Regions from separate parts of the Oncorhynchus mykiss genome. Here region 1 is linked to region 2. The links are chromatin contacts, called in public Hi-C maps. All regions are on one chromosome and are shown on one strand. The core of a region is the stretch at or near the end of the contact, and the rest is flanking DNA. Distances in the headings are between cores, read along the strand shown.

Region 1 (7,336 bases), core at 4,228-6,727, 65 kb before region 2:
ATACAAAAACAAGATCCCACACACACAACAGGTGGAAAAAGGCTACCTAAACATGATCCCCAATCAGAGACAACGATAGACAGCTGCCTCTGATTGGGAACCATACTAGGCCAACCTAGAAATGAAAAACTAGAATGCCCACCCACCCTAGTCACACTCTGACCTAACCAAATAGAGAAATAAAAGGATCTCTAAGGTCAGGGCGTGACAGTTACATTACCAGATAAAATATTATAATCAGATTACAGATACTTTAGAAAAACTTAACTTCTTGGATTACTTTTAAAATCAGAAATTATGTTTGCGAGAGAAGAAAAAAAACATTATGACACCTTGCCGTTTTCTCAATGACATTCAATTCAGCATTGAAAAAGTTTAAGTTTGGTCCACCTGAGCGAGTCACAGACCACTATGATGACACACCATATGCGTTTGATGGATCTTTCTTGTCTTCTTCTTCTTAATGCCTCTAAAGGGAAAAGGAATCCAAAAGTAACTGAACGTTATCAGATTACGTTACGGAGTTTGTGTCATTTCAAAGTTCCGTTACTTAGTTACCTGTCCAAAATGTTTACCAATAACTGTGTCAATCCACGAAATGAGTGCCTTTTGCATCCCTTTTGATATTTTAAGTAGAAATTGTCCAACAAGATTGGATTTTAACACAGAGAAATCAATCCGATTTTTTGTATTAATAAAGACTTACTAATGTGAGAAAAACTCATCATTTTGTCATGCCCCTCCATGCACCCTTTGTGACTTCTAGAAAGATTTTAACCCACTTAACCCCAAAATGTCTCCAAGTTTCACCATCATTGTAAAGCCCTAGTTATTTTTGTTGCTTTGACAGTCATTTCTGAAGATGATTATTTACTTCATGTGATTAGTGATTCATTTACATCTGTCCCTCATTTTAAGGTCAACACTTTCTCGTGAACTAGACTGTTGTTTTAATATGGTGGATCTATTCCTTTTTAAATATTTATTTCAAAATAAACATTTTACATCTAAAAGTCAAATCATAGTGTAAAAGCAGGTGAGTTGGTTCTACTCTTTTTGGCCATTTTCTGGTGTTTAGTGGTGGAATACTGTGTGGGTCGAGCATAGCACGTCAACTGTGTTACCCACTAGATAGTCAGGCTAGACTTGTTTGAACATTTATTCGAAAAAAATTGTGAAGCTTGGATTCAATTGCCACTCTGTTGCACACAACAAGCTTACATTCCCCCTGTAACAAGGGTATTTATGGCTGATTTAAGATTAAATAGTCAACCCTGTTACGGTCAACCCTGTTACTTTTTTTGGGCACTTAATAGGCACTTACTATAATACTTTTATTATACGTTTTATTTCACCTTTTGAGATGGGAAAACATGTTTTTTTGTATCAAGTTGAACATGTGCTCTTCATGACCAAATGTAATATTAGGTCAAATCAATTGTGTATTTTTAAATTTTTTTTACCAAGTTCCAACTGTAACAGAATACATTTCAAAATGTAACCTGTAACCCTGGTAGTGGCTCAGTGTTGTGGACACATTTTTTCAAATCAGCCAAAAAAATTCATGCTTGCTGCTGTTAAGCCATAACAGCTAGGCGGCAGGCTATAGTGAAAGTTCCCAGAGAGCTCAGGCCCGTTTCAGCGAACGCATTCCTACTCTGTAGATAAGAGGTATGTTCAGCTTGCATGCTGGTATCTTCAACATAACAAAAAAAAAACAAGATGAGTAAGATTGAACATGAACACCTACACACAAAAAAATCACACACATTTTGAATGTTTTATGATAAAGCCTCGGTTAATGGTTTGCCTGATGGAAAAAAAGACCTAAAGGAGTTTCGAATGAAGAAGAGATGCATCAACTTACGGACGCCAGTGCATTCCTCCGTGGTGGAAGAGGGGGAACAGCCATGTAGAAGAGAGGAGAGAAAGAACAGCAAAAGAAGAGTCCCAGCTGGGGCAGAGAGAGCCATGGTTCAGTAGAGGATCTGTAAGTTGTGGCAAGGAGGTACTTCCGCAAGCAGAGACCTGCCTCACACGTTCCTCTCCCTTCCTTTATCTTCTCTGTGTTACACAGCCTCTCCTCCTATTACCACCTGCTCAGTAATATATTTTAGCCTCGGACTGGAGTTTTGTGAGTACTCTTATCCAAATCCACTTGATGAAAGGAGATGCAGTCTGGAATTTGAATCTGAAGTGGCGGTGTAGAGCTGGTTCTTTTCTTACCAAGTCCACTTGTATTGCAGTGACTGTCTCTACAGTGGCAGTCACACACAAACACATTCAAAAACACACAAACACATACTTCATAGGTAAGTGTCATTGTATTCAAGAGCTCCATGCAATGACGTTCATTGAAATATCCTGTCCTAAGCAACGTCGACACACTCCCCATCCTCTCCCTTTTAGCAATCTTTTTCTAATCCATACTGGACTCAGTAGTGCATCTTCAGACACCATTTACAACACAACCCACAAAAAGCCCCTCAGGTGTTGATGCCAGGAGAAAGACATTCCTGTCGTTCTTCGGAATAAGCTTACAGTGTGTCAATAATCATGCACTGGGCATAGAGGATGTGCTTTCCACCCAAAGACAGAATGGAGAAATATCCAACTATTGCTTTTATGTGAGACCTGGATTATTGTTTACATAGCTTAGTTTATTGCTCCTCCTTAGGATTGTGGCACCAACTGAACATATTTGTGCAGTTAGTCCTTAATCTGCACACATACCGAACCATTCCAAACCATACCATAGCAAACCATAACAAACCATACCATACCTAACCATACGACAGTTGTGTGGTTGGACTTTGATCATAGCTCACACACGGTCAATTCCATGGTAACAGAATGACGCTGAGACACTTTAAAAGTACCAAACAAAAACTACTGATTGACCAATACAACGTTACAAAGGCACAAATATCATACCCCCAAGACATGCTTACCTCACCATTACAATGGCAGGGAATGTTAGCATGTCTTGGGGTTATGATATTTGACTCTCTGTAGCGTTCTCACTCATCGTTATTCGTGATTCATTCATGGTTATCAGTAATAATGGTTGCATAATGTAGAAGTGTTTCAAAACATATTCTATTCTTATTTACAATAAAAGTGACACCAAAATGACACAATACATTATTTACCATTTATTTACATTGGGCACAAAATAATCTGAAACACAACCAAAATGAACTGCAAATGCATCCAAAAAGTTTGTAGAGTCACAAGCTTGATTTAATCACTGCAGACTAGGAATATGGGACCAAATACTAAACTTACTTTATTTTTAAGAATCTGTAGTGGTGTCAGTAAATTTGGACCCTACCTTTTGAAAAAAAAAGTGTGTATTTGTTAAACAAAATATATTTCATGTTGGTCTGTATTAGTATAACCTAATATAATTTCCCCTGTTTTTAGCATACAATGTAGCTCACTATTTGAAAAATTTACTTTATACAGACATTAGTGGTAATATTTAACAAGGGTGTTAATCATTTTGGACCCCAGTGTATATCTCTTATTTTCTCACCAAATATAGACCCTTATCTTTCATTTGACACAAATGTGTTGTGCTTCTATGAACTTCACGTTAATGTTAATGGGGCTTTTTACATAGAACTGCCCACATGCAAACTGGACAGAACTACATTGTAGTTCATTTGACCTAGTTCATTGTTTTAATAGTCTACAGACGAGAATGGAGAATGGATTTGATTTTTTTAACAAAAGTATTCATTTCTTAGAAGTCACTTTTGCCTAATAGAGTATCGTTGGTCCGTATTTAATTTAAATAAACAGGAAATTACAAGACACAAAATGTTGTGGAGTTCTGTTTGGCATTTTCCAGACTGTTCCCTATTACCTACTTCAACCACCAGAGGTCAGTCTTGACAAACAAAAGTATAAAGCGCAACTGTTTTCTTGAGCTGAGAAAATATGTGGGTGGAATTTGGAAAATACTCCGTTGCCTGTAGGCCCTGCACGCAGTCTCTGATTCATCAGAACGTCAGCAACAGTGGTATGTATTAATATAGGACATCTCAAACCTAATTCCACTACTGATAAGAGGGCAGAGGAAGCGAAAGAATACCTACATAAAAACAAATGACAGGCACAATCAATGTTTCTTAGGCAAAAACAGATATTTTATATCAGAGACAGCTCTGACACCTTTATTTACTTCAATTAAAGTAGACAGCATGTCGCCCCCTTAGTTTTTCTGTCATATCAGGAGTGACATCTCGAAGATGCTGTAGTTAAACAGCCCATCGTTCCTAATGTACTGTAACTTCAAACGCCCACCAAAGCTTCGGTGATTTAGTTCACAGCCATCCAGCCATCCATAACAGTATCCAGGTTTGATGTACTGTAACAGCAACCCAGACGTCTCTCTAATGTCTGTACTGCACCTCTTTGATCTTTACTGCACGACTCCATTGAGAATCAGATCTTATATCATTCAGTCATTTTCCACCTAAGCAGGTCTCTCCAGTGCCGCAAGGATTTAGTGACAGGAGGAAGCCCGAGCGACATGTATCAATTAGCTTGTCACTGAGCCCCGGGTGGCCGCGGGCTCTCTTCTTGCCAAAGGTAAGCCGATCCCTCAATGTAGCCACCTGCCTGGTCTAAGGGGAGACAATTTACTCGCTCCTCTCCTGTTGCCAGACTCCCCCTCTCCTCCTCTACCACACTCTCCCTCTCTCCTGTCCTCCTCCGCCACGCTCTCCCTCTCCTCCCCATCAGTCCCCCTCTCCTATCCTCCTCTGCCAGAATCCCTCTCTCCCTCATTCTCCCACGTCCTTCCTCCTAGTCATGATTTTAATAATGGCTGAAAGTCTGTACACTGGCCATGGACTGGAGAGACTCTCAAACTCCCCCGCTTCATCCTGAGTCTACTGTTGGCTGTTCGTTTTAAATCGACTGGCTTTTGTCCAGAGCACAGCACAGGTGGGAAAATACAAGAGCCTGTCAACAATGGATAGAGCGGGACCAGAGGATATAGTGGCAAATGGACTAAGTAGTGGAACACCAAGGGAAGCCATTTTGTGTTCAGATTGGAACAGTGTAACACACACACACTGTGTGTGAAGGGGATCCATAATCTTTGAGCAGGTGCTCCTTGTCTGGATGATTGTCATGTCTTTTGTTCCCTTTTCCCCGAAATTGGCCTTGGTGAAAACACTGTCATACAATCTCAAAATTCACAAGATTAGGCTACATAAATAGATCTTTATAGCTTAGTTTGGTTTTGATAGCATAAACCTGTCACTGATGGATAGTGACATATTGGTTCCTCTAATCAATAAGACTATAGCCTACCAGTTTAGAACATGTCTTGAAAACGTTTAACCTAATTGACTGCCTACAATTGGATATGAGGGGCACTGTGACCAAACCACGCTTTATCAGTAGGCTATAATTGATTAAATAACGGTACCATTAATGTTGACAGGTGAGGTGATTGTAAGGCTATCTACAGGTGGCCGTCTTTTCAGATATTGAGAACGTTGGCGTGATGGTAGGCCTACAAGCGCAGCTGTCGTCCTCTTCTAAGTCGCGCTGCGCTTGCGCTGTGTGGATCCAGAAGGAAAAGACCAGAGAGTGAATCGCATTATCGTTGTTTTGATGGCAAGGGCCACTGAACGTTCATAATAATAAAGCAAGTGAAGAGGTTTTGTATCAATATCGTTTTGGTTCGAGGAAATGGAGAAGGTAGGTACCGCGTCATAGATTTCGAAACTGTGAATCAATGCGAAAAAAATCGAACATTAGTGGCTACGAGCAAAGGTAGCTGGCAATCATCGGCACGCTTTTGTGAACACATCAGTAATGACAGCTGTTCACTTGTGGCAATAATACACAGCTGTAACGTTAGCATATTTTAGAAATACATTGCCACTCAGACAGCGTGCCGGCTATTAAAAATCTCGATACGGTCTATTGGGTTTTCATAACCTTCTAATTTTAATGCATAGGCTATGTATTTGTTATCGGGATAGCCTGCTAAGTACTCGAACGATATACATGCGCATTATAGTTGACATTAATTTAGAGCCTATGATATTCAAATAAAGGGCTCTCCTTAGGTTTTCATGCGATTAAAGGTTAAATGGATTGTCTTGTAATATTAAGCAAATAAGAAAAGTAGAACATAAGGAAATTGACATCTGCCCAAAGCCATTTAATGTCATTATTTCAGCTCGTCTCCCTACAGATCTAATGTGCGCTTTTATGATTATGTATTGCTTCGTTCCAAATGAAGTGTAGGCTACACATGTATTGGAATAAGACAACTGTGTGAAGAGCACAGCATGTTTTTATGACGGGACGCCACACGGAAGACGCCGAGCATCTGTCTTTTTTATTTTTTTTGTGTGGGGGGAATCGTTTGTCGTGGTTCGATTCCCTGAATAACAGCTTGGATGTAAAGGGGACATTACAGTAAGACATTCCGAAGATGCCCAAGAGGTGGACCACAGCAACGCCATGCAGCTATCTCCCGGTCGTCTTGTTGGTGCTCGTTCTGCCCAGATGTATACTGTCGATCCGTGCCGACAAAACCATCAGCAAGGAAGACCATGTTAGTGCTACGGTCAATGCCACCGTACTTGACTCAAAAGGCAATCCTAAACAAATTCTAACCAAGGACGATGGCATGTACGGACAGAATTCACCGAAAGTGGACGCGAAAGGAATCGTGATTGCACCAGCACCGAATCATGGAGGTAGGTTGTCACAAGTGTGCCACACTTGCTGCTTATACACATGCAGACAATTCAAATATATTTTTTTAACTAATTGGTCTTTTGACCAATCAGCTCTGTGATAAGAATTCGGCCGACTGTAAACCCATCCATTGTAGCCTATATTTTACCGGCAGTGATGCATCATGCATGCATGTTAAAATGTATGGTATTAATGCATGCATTACTTTTTGTACTCTGTTAGTGTATTTGAGTGATATTGTGGAATTGCCTTGTACTCAAGGTGTCAATAATACTACCCACATACGCACACACTTTGCTTCTAAGTGAAACCTCTGTGTAATCATCAACATCAGTGTGTGAATGAGAGAGAAATAATTTTCATACAGAGACCCTTTTTGTTATATTTTCTAAAAGCCTTTTATAACCTCTAACATCTTATGACACTCATTTAAAAGAATATGGGTCAAGGTTAGAGTTTGTCAAGCAATTTTATCTATAAAAACATTGAACTATTTGACTCTGCTAGTGACACACACAGTAAACCAGACAAATGCAGTGCCTCACCAAATGACACACGGTGACAAACTACTGTGACGTTAAAGACCCTTTTGAAGGGCCTT
Region 2 (6,414 bases), core at 3,888-6,387:
GATTTTTCAGGTTATCAAATACTTGTTCTCCCCACTGTATATACTCCGCAACATGCGTGCACACATAAGCACTCAGCAGCGGACACAAACTTTCTCTATTTTTCTGTCTCACACACACCACCGCGCCCTTGTCTGGCAGTCTTGTTCTTGGACACCATCTGCTGTGTCTTCTCTGGCCTTGTGGATGTCAGAACATCCAGAGTGCACTCCTCTACTTGCCTCCTCTACTTCATCTCCTTCATCTGCACTAATGTGAAAGAACTAGACAGCTGAAAGCTGATTCCCAGTAGACTTCCGACCACCTCTATTTTGAATCTGTAGATCAGTTCAGATGGAGAGAAGATGGGTGTTCCTAGACTTAGGAGATGCACTGTTGCTCTTCAGTTGCAGCCAAATTAGCAGTCTAATCTATGTGTAGTCACATTGGGGCTATGGTTAAGGGGTTACAACCTACTAGCTCTGCTAATAGCTACTTTATTGAGGGAAAATGTACTTACAATGACGTTGTCCCACCTAGCTATCGTTTTTTTTTTCTTTGTGTATATATATATTTTTGTACTTTTACCCCTTTTTCTCCAATTGGATATTTTGTGATATCCAATTGGTAGTTAGTCTTGTCCCATCGCTGCAATTCCTCTAAGGACACGGGAGAGGCGAAGGCCGTGGGTCCTCCGATTCACAATCCTGCCAAGCCACACTGCTTCTTGACACAATGTTCGTTTAACACAGAAGCCAGCCGCACCAATGTGTCGGAGGAAACCGCATCCAGCTGGCGACCAAAGTCAGCGTGCAGGTGCCCAGCCCGCCACAAGGAGTCGCTAAAGCGCGATGGGACAAGGATATCCCGGCCTGCCGAACCCTCCCCTAACCCGGATGATGCTGGGCCAATTGTGCTCCGCCTCATGGGTCTCCCGGTCACGGCCGGAGGTGACACAGCCTGGGATCGTACCCAGGGTCTGTAGTGACGCCTTAGACCGCTGCGCCACTCGGGAAGCCCTAGCTATCTTAAGATGAATGCACTAACTGTAAGTCACTCTGGATAAGAGGGTCTGCTAAATGACTCAAATGTAAATGTTTAGTTTGGCCCAACTGACACAAGGACGATGTACCCACTCCTTCTTCAGACCAGTTCAATCCAGATCAGATATCAGAAATGTAAACGGGCCGTCTACCATTTAATGCTCTCCATCCATCCTGCTTATCCAGTCTCTGTCGAAAAGGAGCAATCAGAGGGGCTGGGAGAAGGGGAAGTGAAGAACACAGGTCCTTCCTATGAGGCAAAAAGGGCAAGACTTCATATACAGTATGTCCTCGTCCTCACAGAAGGTGTGGACGTGCTGATAGTCAGGCATGTTTCAAAATCGATAGCTAGCATTAAAGGAAGTTGAAAGTGTTTGAGCAGGGCTCTCCAGACCCCCTTCCCTCCAGGACATCTACAGCACCCGGTGTCACACGAAAGGCCAATAAGATCATCAAGGACGACAGCCACCTGAGCTATGGCCTGTTTACCCCACTACCATCTAGAAGGCAGAGACCGTACAGGTTCATCAAAGCTGAGACCGAGAGACTGATAACCAGGCCATCAGACTGTTAAACAGTCATCACTAGCCGGCCTCCACCCAATACCCTGCCCTGAACCTAGTCACTGTTACTAGCTGGCTACCACCCTGTACTCTACTGTTTCACCCACTTTACATGTATATACTGTATTCTAGTCAATGCTCATCCTATATAACTACTGCTGTACACACCTTTTCTAATCATATATTGTCCATAATGTCTATACACACTATCAAATACAGATAGACCTGTATTCCAGACCCTGACATTGCTCGTTCTGATATTTCTTCATTAGAATCTTTTAATTTGTGTTGTTTTGTATTGTTTGTTATTACTGCACTGTTAGAGCTAGAAACATAAGCATTTCGTTGCATCTGCGATGACTTAAGCGAAATATGTGTACGCGACCAATAAAATGATTTGATTTGACATCGTTGCAACTGATTTTAAACAGTGTTTTTTTTGCCTCAGGCCTCAACCTGCTATTATTTAATTAGGTGAAAGACACACAATGCAATGCACAATAATCATTATGTCTGAACTACTGCATGTAATGGCCGTTGGTGGAAGAAGGTGAGGACCAAGGTGCAGCGTGGTACGTGTTCATATTGTTTATTCGAAACTGAACACTAAAATGCAAAACAACCGAAACAGTTTTATCTGGTGCAGACACAAAAACAGAACGCAACTACCCACAACCCATAGTGGGAAAACAGGTTGCCTAAGTGTGGTATAACACACACAACCAAAACAATGCCCACCCCAACTCACACCCTGACCAAACTAAAATAGAGACATAAAAAGGAACTACGGTCAGGATGTGACACTACATACATAAGTGTCCGTTAGTCTACCTAAAGAGCTAATTTCTGTTTGCAATCCATAGGTAGGCTAATTACAGATTTGGAGTAACCTGTGCAGTTTACTGGTCATGTTAGTAGTACCAAAATGTACCTTTTTGATTTGTGCCCTTGTGGTTTTAGGGCACACTGCAATGCTACCAAGATGGATAACTATTTATTTTATTTTATTTTATTGGCAACCTTGTAGTGTTTTGTAGGAGAGAGAGAGAGAGAGAGAGCTGTTTATGTGGAGTTTATCGGTCCTTATCACGTGTGTGCATACTGCTGCATCCTTTGTGTTCATACTGTATCTCTGAACACCAATCCCTCTGGTGCCTCCCTTAAGTACATGCTGCTATGCCCAATCAATAACTAAAAGCATTGAAGTAAGGGAGTACACTTGACCTGCCATCAGCCATTCAATTTGTCTCTGTACATTTAATATCAGTCTATAGGACAATGTCTTGTCAATAGAGGGATGATTTTTCTGGTCAGACTTGAATGGACTGACAGGCAGGCTGGCTGGCAGGCAGTCAGACGGGAAGACAGCCAGGCAGGCTGGCAGGCAGTCAGACGGGAAGACAGGCAGGCTGGCTGGCAGGCAGTCAGACGGGAAGACAGACAGGCAGGCTGGCTGGCAGGCAGTCAGACGGGAAGACAGGCAGGCAGGTAGGCAAGCAGGAAGACAGACAGACAGGCAGGCTGGCTGGCAGGCAGTCAGTCAGACGGGAAGACAGACAGGCAGGCTGGCTGGCAGGCAGTCAGACGGGAAGACAGACTGGCAGGCTGGCTTGCAGGCAGTCAGACGGGAAGACAGCCAGGCAGGTAGGCAAGCAGACAGACGGGAAGACAGGCAGGCTGGCTGGCAGGCAGTCAGACGGGAAGACAGCCAGGCAGGTAGGCAAGCGGACAAATATTTTAAATGCCGTAACATGTCATCTGGATAAACCAAACATACCAACCAAGACAGGAACAACAAACATAAGTATCTTGGTTTGTTGTTGTTCTGTGGTGGCATCTGTTATAGTATCTAATAGGTATCTACCCGTCTGTCCGATTTTTTTTCTCTGTTTTTACTCTGCTCTAAGAAAGAGTGTGTTTGCTATGGTACCCTATTCCCTATATAGTACGCTACATTTGACCAGAGCCCAATGGGCCTTCTGGGATGCAGGCACAGACTGTGAGCGGAATATTTTCCTGGCTGGAGTGTCTCACTTACAGCATACACATACAGACAGACTGACTTTACATCAGTCACACACACATTTACACTGTCAAACAATCACACAAACTACTACACAAGCTCACCCTTTTGACACATTCCTAAACACTATCACACTGGTTATATAAATAGACATGCACACACACACACATAATCAAAGCTTATCGACACACACACACACGCGTATCCAAGTCTCACTACAACCACAGCTTATCCAAAAGTCTCTCTCTTGCAGGACTGCTTCTTACTGCCCACTGACTTTCTCCCCAAGCCATTGTATGGTAAACGGACTCATCATTAATGCATGGAGTCCTTGTTTTCTGTGCCCCCCTTGAAAGAAAGTAAAGCATTGGTAGAGGGCCGCTGCAAGTGGCTTCGATAAGGAACAGAACATGCCCAGGAAATGCCCGGCCATGTTAGACAGGCACTTAACAGAATCAACGTGCACTTTTATGTTTGTCCTTAGGAATCGGCGGTTAAGTATTTTCTATTATGCATGGTTGGTACTGGCACTTAAGGATTTGTTCTTTAGCGATGATGTAATGGGGCCTTGTATTGTTTTATGGATGCTCATCATGAGGATCTTTAATGTTGTAATAATAATCTATGCACCATGCTTTTGATAAAGCCATTAAGCTGTTAAGGTTAGTGATTATATTATGAGGTAGGCAAGACAAGCTACAGTAATTCTGGTCCTAATGGTCCTTTTTGAAGTGCATTGAAACTGGCCGTCCGGCATCATATCAAAATAAGGAGCAGACCGCTATCTCAAACATGACGTTTCTCTCAGATCCACAATGGCTGTCTTGTGTCATGACGGACAGACAATGTCAACCTTGTGTCCAAGTTGCGCCACAGTGATCACTGTGTCTTTAAAGCGTGACTCGTTTCGGTGACACTTTATAATAAGGTCCCTTAATAAACCATTTATAATAAACAGGTTGTAGAGAGTTGACTTACCATTTAAGCAATCTCTTAAGTCTTGTTTTGTTATTTTTTATTTTAGGATCCCCATTAGCTGTTGCTGAAGCAGCATTTACCCTTCCTGGGGTCCACATTTATACATTATATTTATAAATACTATTTTAAGTAAACTGCCTTCTTCATCAGCATGCTAGCTTAGCATTAGCAAGCCTAGCGTGCTGACGAGAAAGGCAGTTCAGTTAAAATAGTGCTTATAAATGCATCAATGACTCTTTAGAGATTGCTTATTGACATTTACAAATGTAGGAGTAATGATTCAGAAATAGTATGTAAACCTGTTAATAAATGGTTTATTGCAGGACCTTAATAAAGTGTTACATTTGCTCGTTCATACTCTAGGCCCTCCTTGTCAGCTCAAACAGAGCGGTCATTGTGCAATCGCAGGACGTAAAGACGGCCATGTCTGACTTTGAAGAGTCGCATGTAGGCTGTTGTGGGGCTTGTTTGTGAAGGTGGTTTCCTGCTCTTCAACCGTGTTCTTTGCTTCTGTGTCTCTCTGCACAGACATGTCTTCCATAAGCTGTGTGTGGACCCCTGGCTGAATGAGCACTGTACGTGTCCCATGTGTAAACTGAACATCCTCAAAGCTCTGGGCATCATGGTGAGTATTAGTATAGTCAGTATCTCAATTCCTTATCAGTAGAAATGTGTTAGAAGTCAGTATACAAATGTTATCCGGCAATGCCAGTACTCATTTGAAAAATAAATAATGTGATCAACGTCACAAACGACTCTTGACCCAAATAATGAGGAAAAAGATTGCCTTAATATATTGTCATTATCTCAATTAAATGGTTATGTTAATTAACAGTAGAATACAACACAACCTGTGTTGTGTTGTAGATTAAGGCGCTATTTCCCCAGGTTGCCCTTCACATGCTGCTACTCCCGTCATTGTGACAGACCATGTTCATCCTTTGGCGCGCTCAGTACGATGCAACGTTTTGGAACGTTCAGACAGAAATAGGCAATGTAGAACAAACATGCCTCTCTGACATGTAGCATAAGGAGTCACATCAGCTTTATTCATGGAATTTCTATCTGCAACGTTTGAGAATGTTTGGCGACTGAACATGGCCCAGGCAATTGCGTAACCATCTGTTTATGCCAGCTGTGTGTGATCTCATCCGTAGTCCTAGTATTCCCCCTGCTGGTAAGTTATGGAACTATTGCTCAGACGTCAGAAACTAGTCAAACCAAGTGGTATCATCACATCTGATGAGCTGCTGCTACAAGAGCTATTTTCTCTGAAGTTAAGTGTTCATGTTAAGGTCATGGTCAAAATCAGGGTTAGCGATCAGCATGACCTAACAAGTTAATATGACACAAATGAGACTTTCCTCTAACCGTTGTGTTTAACCACTAACAATAACATTCCTCTAACCGTTGTGTTTAACCACTAGCCATAACATTCCTCTAACCGTTGTGTTTACCACTAGCCATAACATTCCTCTAACCGTTGTTTAACCACTAGCCATAACATTCCTCTAACCCTTGTGTTTACTCCCCTACCCCCTTTAGCCCAACCTGCCGTGCGTGGACAACGTCGGCTTCGACATGGACCACAGGATAGGACGCAGCCAGACGATAGCCAGCCAGCGGACAGCCCTGGTGGACCTGTCCAGTGAGACATCCATCAGCCTGGAGCCCCTGCAGCAAGGCCACCCCGGCACTGGACCCCAGATCCCCTCAGAGAGCGGAGAGCTCACCCCCCGCACCGGAGAGATCAACATCGCCGTCACCAGTAAGCAGCTTCCGCCCTGGACAACCATTCTAGTCTTCAACTCAAGTTTAGATTTTATTTCA

The links. A called contact is a pair of places that touch in the nucleus more often than the background predicts.
Region 1: a Hi-C map of liver shows a contact between it and region 2, with 8 times the contacts expected there. The contact joins the promoter of LOC110488913 here to the enhancer-like site in region 2. A contact is called at or near these places in 2 of 3 Hi-C or Micro-C datasets (blood and liver).

The regions. Positions count from the first base shown.
Region 1 is chr14:16,190,773-16,198,108 of USDA_OmykA_1.1, reverse strand. It overlaps LOC110488913 (E3 ubiquitin-protein ligase RNF130), which reads left to right and starts at 5,477. Exons shown (of 8, transcript XM_021561376.2): 1 at 5,477-6,734. The coding sequence starts at 6,467. It overlaps LOC110488916 (proteinase-activated receptor 4-like), which reads right to left and starts at 2,006. Exons shown (of 2, transcript XM_021561379.2): 1 at 1,868-2,006. The coding sequence starts at 1,973.
Region 2 is chr14:16,125,919-16,132,332 of USDA_OmykA_1.1, reverse strand. It overlaps LOC110488913 (E3 ubiquitin-protein ligase RNF130), which reads left to right. Exons shown (of 8, transcript XM_021561376.2): 6 at 5,113-5,209; 7 at 6,130-6,352. Among protein-coding and RNA genes, the nearest start is that of LOC110488912, 15 kb to the right of the region's middle. Within about 2 kb of position 5,137, at least 4 of the 11 cell types and tissues checked have an H3K27ac peak or open chromatin away from gene starts, as enhancers often do.